Linked DNA regions of Anas platyrhynchos: region 2 is linked to region 1. Evidence: chromatin contacts called from public Hi-C data. All regions are on one chromosome and are shown on one strand. Each heading gives the region's core, a stretch centred on a gene start, on an enhancer-like site or on the middle of the called end of the contact. The rest is flanking DNA. Distances are from core to core; before and after follow the strand shown.

Region 1 (3,476 bases), core at 571-3,070:
TACCTTGCCCAAGAGGAGTGCAAGGGAGCCTGAGTTTGATTTCTCACCCAAAAGTTGACACCAACTCTACCAGGTCGACCGTGCTGTGGAGTGGAAAAGGGAGGAGCTGAAGCAGTTTGGCACATGGCTACATGTCAGGTTTGGCCAAAGGCAGGAGAGCTCAGTGCCCCGATGGGAGATTGCTGTGCACCGCTGGAGCACAGCACCTTCCCTCCCTGAAGGAGGTCCCTGAGGAAAGCTGCCTGCCCCGAGCCCTGCTGAATGATGCCCGGTGCCTATCTTCTTCCCTCCTGGCTGCCCGACTGCTAAGCTGCTTGTTTGAGCCTGCGATGGCAACTGATGGGAGAAACTGCTTTCAAACTGTTTAATAACAGTGATGGTAACCTCTGACCTTGCTGAATAGCAGTGCTTTTGACCTTTCATTTGTTAAATAATACAACCACTTATTTCCCGATGCTTATCAGTGTTTAGTAATTGGGGTCAAGACAAAGCAAGGCAGAGTACAGTTGCCCACCAGGCTTTGCTGAACCAGGAAGAATTTCCTTAAGCTACAGATTTCCTTTCTGATAATCTTCAGTCAGGGCAAGCAAAGATTGGAGACTGGGTGGCTTAGAAGATCCCTAACAGGCTAAAGAGCTGCTCAGCTGCTAGCATCTGGTTTGAATCCAGTTGTGGCTGACAGTGGCAGAAATTCATTACGGTCTCAGGTTGCCTCTCTGACTCATATGAAACGAGTATGGCTTGCAGTTCTCATGTTCACTGGCCAGCCAGCCATATCATAAAATATTAGTGCAAGAAATGGTTCTAGCGACATTGGTCATTATACAAGTTTACGAAGCCTGAAAACGCCTGTTCCTGTAGGGAAAATCAGGCTAAGGCACAATGGTAGATGACAGTGTGGACACAATTTTGTGGCCCCTCCTGCATGTTCTGCATGATTCACGTTAAAAGAGAGGGGGTTAATCTGCAAGAATCCAAGTTCATTTTTGTGAGATTTAGGTAAAACTAATGGATCTGACTGCATGTTGTACAGCTCACTGAACATCTCACTTGACAGACAAGCAGGTGACAGTGTTAAAGGCAGCAACCCTTAATCAGTGTTTTCCTTAGGTGTGAACAGGAAATAGATGAAAAAAGAAATACAAGAATTTATGATGTAACTATGGATTTAAATATACGTGCACATACATATATTTAAGTAGTGTTCGTGTAAAGTTTTAAACTTCCTTAAGACATCAAACACAACTTTTATTTGTCTAAGCAGCCAGATGACCTCATTATTTATTTACTGACGTTTGTATTAGGCCGGTTTGCAAGATTTTTAGGGCAGGAGCTATTTCACGAATGTCTGTCTGTGTGTGATTCAGCAAAACAGGGCCCCACACAGTGATCCAAATAGTGTCGGTTAAAAATAATAATAATAAAAAAAGCCATCTACTTATGGAGGTGCAGGAGATAGATGGCAAGGTCAGTAAAATTATGCTGTGCAGTGAGATTCTGAGGTAATTTTTGGTGTTGGCTGTGTAAGACATGAGGAAAACGGAGCTGCTGGTGGGATCCCAGCCAAGGTGTCCTCCATCATGGGGTGTCCCCCAGCTTTTTAGGGACACCTTTGGCTTCAGCCCTCTGAGGAACACCGAGGGACGACACACACCCACGCGGGGCTGCACGCTTAACACACTGCTTGCCACACACGGGTCAGGTTTACACGGCCCTGACACACCCGGCCCTGCCCGCTCAACCTCCCCCCTCAGCCCAGCGGGGCGCGGCCGCCATTTTCCCCCCGGGCCCGCCGCGCCGTTGCCATGGCGGCCGTTGCCGAGGCGCCGCCATTGCCTCCCGGTTGCCCGGCGACGGCGACGCGGCGGCCATGGAGGCGGAGGGGCTGCCCGGCGGCCTGGAGCTGGCGGCCGGCGGCGGCGGAGCGGGGCTGAGCCCGGAGAAGCGGGCGGCGCTGGGGGCTTCGCTGCCGCTGCTGAAGCGCGACTACCGCTTCGAGGCGGTCTGGTTCTGGGGCTGCGTCCATGGCGTGCGCGGCACCTACTACATCGCCCAGGGGCTGGGGGCTGACCGCGCCGCGCCCCGCAGCCGCCTCTACAGGTGCCCCCGGGGGAGTGGGAGAGGGAGCGGGATGGGCGTCCCAAAGACCAAAAATAAACGGTGTTGGGGGGCGACGGGGAGGGTTTGGGGGTCTGGGCAGAGCCCCGAGGGATGGGAGAGCCAAGGTGTGTTGTCGCCGGCAGCTTGGACTGCGTGGAGTGGAGCCTGCTGACGCCGGTGGCCAAGGAGGTGGGGGAGCAGGCGGAGAGGCTGAAGGGCCGCTTCCAGGGGGACCCGAGTTTTCAGTACGAGTACGCCGAGGTCAGCGCGGAAGATGCCGAAAGATTGCTCGAAGACGGTACGGAGGTAAATACGACGAAACGCTTTTCAAGCTCCTTTCGCTGCAGTTGTACCCCTCGTGCCATACAGACGGCTCCTCGTGTGTAAGAGGCAGCTGATGGGTCACAGGAACAGCCTGGGTCCTACTTGTTTAATCACAGAGTGGTTGGGGTTGGAAGGGACTGTAAACACCACCTGGTTCCAGCCCCCTGCCATGGGCAGGGACACCTCCCACCAGACCAGGTTGCCCAAAGCCCCATCCAGCCTGGCCTTGAGCACCTCCAGGGATGGGGCATCCGCAGCTGCTCTGGGCAGCCTGTGCCAGGGCCTCACCACCCTCTGAGTGAAGAATTTCTATCCAAATATTCTATACAAATATACAATTTAAATCTGCCCTCTTTTAGTTTAAAGCCCTTACTCCTTGTCCTATCCCTACACTCCCTGACAGAGTCCCTCCCCAGCTTTCCTTTAGGTCCCCTTTAGGCACTGGAAAGCTGCTGTAAGGTGCCCACAGAGCCTTCTCTTCACTAGTCTGAACAACCCCAACTCCCTCAGCCTGTCTTCATGTAACTGGAATATTCATAATAATTCTGATAATTGGCATGTGTCCCAGCTGCTCCAGGGAAAATTTCCTGCTCGGGGGCAGCTCTTTCTTCAGAACCAGCACACTTTTACCTGGACACCACTGACTGATGCCCGAAAAGTTACGGAAGCAAGAATGGGAGACAAGAGGGACTCCATATCTCCTATTTTACAGCCTAGAAAGGCTGTTCCTGTGGTTTGTTCTCTAGTTCTTGGAGTATTACCCATAGGTAATGCTCCTTCCAAAATGCATGCCTTCAAGAATCTCCCTGGTCACAGCAGGTGGAATATACCCGCCTTCCTGTCCTCTGTCATTGTGTAGCAACAGCTTCTTGATTGAACTCTTACTTCAATTATTCCTGGACTTAGATATGGCTTAGAAATATCCTCTCTCCTTCATGTTGTATTATGTGCAATTGGTACAGATCCTCACTGCAGCGTCTGAAGCTCTAGGCAGGAACTGCAGGTATCACTCTTTCTAACTGAATAGTCAAAAGCAGCTTAATTGAGAGGGA
Region 2 (3,476 bases), core at 477-2,976, 440 kb after region 1:
GGGGCCGTGTGACAGGCTGGCTGCTATTCCCGGTCCCCAGGGAGGCTGTGGGGACTGTCACACGCAGCCAGAGTCACCCGGCGGCAGCGCACGAGCCAGGTGAGCCCAGCTGTGGGGTCGGCAAGTTCCTAATGAGCTCAGCGTGTCAGACCGGCCAGCTGCTCACGGCCACCAGCCGAGGACGAGCTACGTGCCGGGCAGCGCGTGCTCCCCTGCTCCCTGCTTCCCAAAACCCAAAACCCCTTCCATGTCCACCCCATGCAGGTGCTGACCCGCAGACAGACAGACAGGAGCAGAGCAGCGGTGCAGGGAGATGCCTTCCCCACCAGGGAGGCTGGGGGTGCCACGGGGTGCCCCAATCCACCCGCTCGCCCCCACTCCACACAAAGGATCCTACAGGATTTAGGATCCTTTAGGGCGGCACGCAGAAACACCTCACTGCAGACCGCGAGGCCATACAACTGGTTTGGGCAAGGGGTGATGAAAAATGCTGCATCCTGCTGAAACTGCTGTGGAATTTAGGTCAGGCAGGTGGAAATATGTGGGCTGGAGCGGGATCAGCAGGCAGGAACCCGTGCCCAAACGGTGCTGAAGGTACCAGCAGACCTACAACCTACAACCAGCCGTGGTGCCCAAGGAGGCAGGATACCACCCCCGGGCACCCCGGCTGTGCTGGGGGACAGGAGACTCATCCATCCCGAACGTGGCCATGCTGAGGTTTTCTGTGGGGTCTCTTGCCCACCCCACAGCCTGGCCCTGCTCCCCGGCACTGTGCTGGCACCAGGGATGTGCCCCAGCCAGGAGCCAGAGCAAAGGGCTGGAGGGGAAGGTGATGGTGACACTTCTGTCCCAGAGAGGTGCCGCTCTCTGGGACCTTCTCCAAAGCTCCCCCTGAGCATTTTTGTACTTGAAGTTCTCCCAAGTTCTGTGCGCACAGGGGACAGGACCCGGGGCTGTGTGCAGCAGCCGCTTCTGCTCCTCCATCGCATCCATCCCACAGCTGTGCCAGCGATGTGCTGCAAATCCCAGCAGCAGCTGGAAGCGATGGGCCCACACAGCCCCAGGTGATGCCTTGGAGACCCCTGGTTGGGGTTGAGCTGGGGGCAAGCAGGATGGGGTCTGTGAGCACCTCCAGGGCCTGAGGCAGCAGCTTCAGGGCAGGGGGATGTTCCTGGGAGAGGCAGGGCCCAGAACTGTGCCCCATGGCCTTGCCCAAACCTCCCCGAGGGGTGCATGGAGAGCATCCGAGAAGTCCCCTGGTCCAAAACCCTTGGGGTTGGGCTCAGCTTGAGCGAGGCTCCTGGGGGGCCGGCTGGGACCCCAGGGCTGCCCCCCAGGGTGGAAGGGTGCGGGCCAGGAGGTGCCAGAGGCACGGTGGCATCTCGGCGAGGACACCTTAAAGTGGAGGCCCGCGGGCTGCCTCCCGCCGCCTGCCTGCTCCTCCATGCTCCTCGCTGGGAAGCAGCTGACTCGGGGCGGCTGCCAGCGCTGCTGGCTGCTGGATCCGGCCGCTGCAACGTGCAGCCTGACATGTAAACCGGGCAGGCCTATGCTAATGGCTGGGGGAGGGCGCCTGGCGCAGGGGCGAGGGGGAACGGAGGTGGAGGCCGGAGCCCAGCCAGCAAATTCCCCCCCTCTCCCTCCTTCCTTCCCTCCCTCCCTCCCTCCCTCCATCACCACCTCCCCACATCCATCTGCCTCCCCTCCTCCTCCTCCTCCTCCTGCTTTTTCCTCCATTCATAAAATCCGGGCGGCACTGCCATCTACCGTAGCGTGTGACGGCCGCCCCGCTCGGCCTGCGGGCAGCCTGGGAACCCCGCAGCCCCTACGGACCCCAGCCCGCTCCCCGCAAACCCCCATCCCCACAGTGCCCCGAGGGGATCTCCAGCCACCCCTCCTCGTGTTCCCCAGAGAGCCAGGGGCATCCCACAGGGCACAAAGTTGGGATTTCTCCACCTATCCATCTATCTACCCATCCATCCATCCATCCATCCATCCACCCGCCCAGCCCCTCAGGCCTGCCATGGGTGGAGCTGGGGGGTCTCCATGGGGCAGCACGGCCACACCACCACCCACCAAGCAGTTGGGAGCAATGGGGTGGTGGAGACAGCCATCTGCCTCAGCTGCCCGGCCTCCAACCCGCAGGGAAACCCTCAGCTCGCAATTCCGAGCGCCTCCTGCTAACCACCCAGTCCTCTCCCGAGATGGGGAGATAAGGGAGGTGAAAGCCCAGCGGCTCGTGTACCGAGCCCAGGGCCTGAGGCTTTGAGAAAAAGGTGGAAGTAGCACGTGCTGGCCAGGACAGGGGTGGGAGCTGGCCACCAGACAAATCCCCTGCTCATGGAGAATCCCCCCAGTGCCAATTTGCCTCTCCGTGAGCTCCGTGGTCCGCAGCAGCCTCCCCAGGCCCACCGAGCTCTTTGTTCACCCACGCTCCCCGCCCCGGGCCCGGAGCCAGCGGAGCAGGAGAAGGGGAAGGTGGCGAATTTGGAGCTTCCCAGCGGAGCGACCCCGCACGTGGGTCAGCCTGTGCGGCGTGCGCGCAGGTGGGAGCGCCGGCTCTGCGGGCTGAATGGGGAGCACTGTCTGAGCATCTCCGCGGGGAAGAGAGGGAGAGGAAGGGAGGGAGAGAGGGGGAGAAGAAAAAAAAAAAAATCTGGTGAGTGCAGCGTTTGCAAAATGAGCTGGCGGTAAATAGCTGGAGGATAGACAGCGTCTCGCTACGTGAGGCGCCGCACGGAGAGCTGCACCTGAGCGAGGCTGGGCCACGGCTCAGCGCCGTGCGGCACCTCCCGACGGGTCCTCCCCGGCTCCCCTGCCTCTGACAGCAAAACCCAGTGGGAAAAAGGGTCCCCCCCTGGGAAGGAAAAGGCTGGGAGAGGCAGGGCTGAGCTCAATTCGTGGTCCAGCTCGTGTGTGCCTCCGTTGTGGGAAGCATTTGGCGGCAGCAGCCTCATGGTGACAGGGGGACCCCTGAGCTTGGCATCTCCCCGTGCCAGCGAGTGCCGAATCCTCTTTGTTCCCCTCGCAGGGCAGTGTCCTCCTGCGCTGTGCAGCCGCAGGCTGAGACCCAGCACACCTCGCCTCACCTCGGCACAGCAGGCGGGACGCCAAAAAAATAGGGCAGGACCCACGCAGCGCCCGCAAACCGTGGCCCCCACAGAGAAAAGAGCCGCAGCATCGTCCCCGCGCTGCGAGGCGCACCCGCAGGGCTCTAGGTGACCCCCAAAAAACTGGCTCTCTGCCTTTTCCCCAGCTTCCCTCCCCGGGACAGCGGGGTGTCGCGGTCACCCTGGCGGCCAGGGCCAGCCGGGAGCGCGATGCGCGCAGGGGGGACACGCGGGACACGGAGCCACGCGGGGCCGTGGCCGCCTCCTCCAAAAAGGCTGGGCGCTGGGGGAGAGCTGCCCGCATAAGGCCGGCATCGCCTGACACCGTGCGGCTGCTGCCTGCCTTGCAGCCGGCCCGGGGAAGCC

The links. Hi-C and Micro-C count contacts between places; a contact is called where the count stands out from the background.
Region 2: a Hi-C map of subcutaneous adipose tissue shows a contact between it and region 1, with 2.7 times the contacts expected there. The contact joins the enhancer-like site here to the promoter of RSPH9 in region 1. A contact is called at or near these places in 2 of 8 Hi-C or Micro-C datasets (skeletal muscle and subcutaneous adipose tissue).

Annotation. Positions count from the first base shown.
Region 1 is chr3:34,900,054-34,903,529 of IASCAAS_PekinDuck_T2T, forward strand. It overlaps RSPH9 (radial spoke head component 9), which reads left to right and starts at 1,821. Exons shown (of 6, transcript XM_038177023.2): 1 at 1,821-2,100; 2 at 2,244-2,406. The coding sequence starts at 1,871. LOC140002132 (a long non-coding RNA gene) reads right to left here and starts at 1,689. Exons shown (of 3, transcript XR_011808159.1): 1 at 1-1,689.
Region 2 is chr3:35,344,040-35,347,515 of IASCAAS_PekinDuck_T2T, forward strand. No RefSeq gene overlaps it. Among named protein-coding and RNA genes, the nearest start is that of TMEM63B, 16 kb to the right of the region's middle. Within about 2 kb of position 1,727, at least 7 of the 8 cell types and tissues checked have an H3K27ac peak or open chromatin away from gene starts, as enhancers often do. A contact at or near this core is called in subcutaneous adipose tissue, where this site is marked.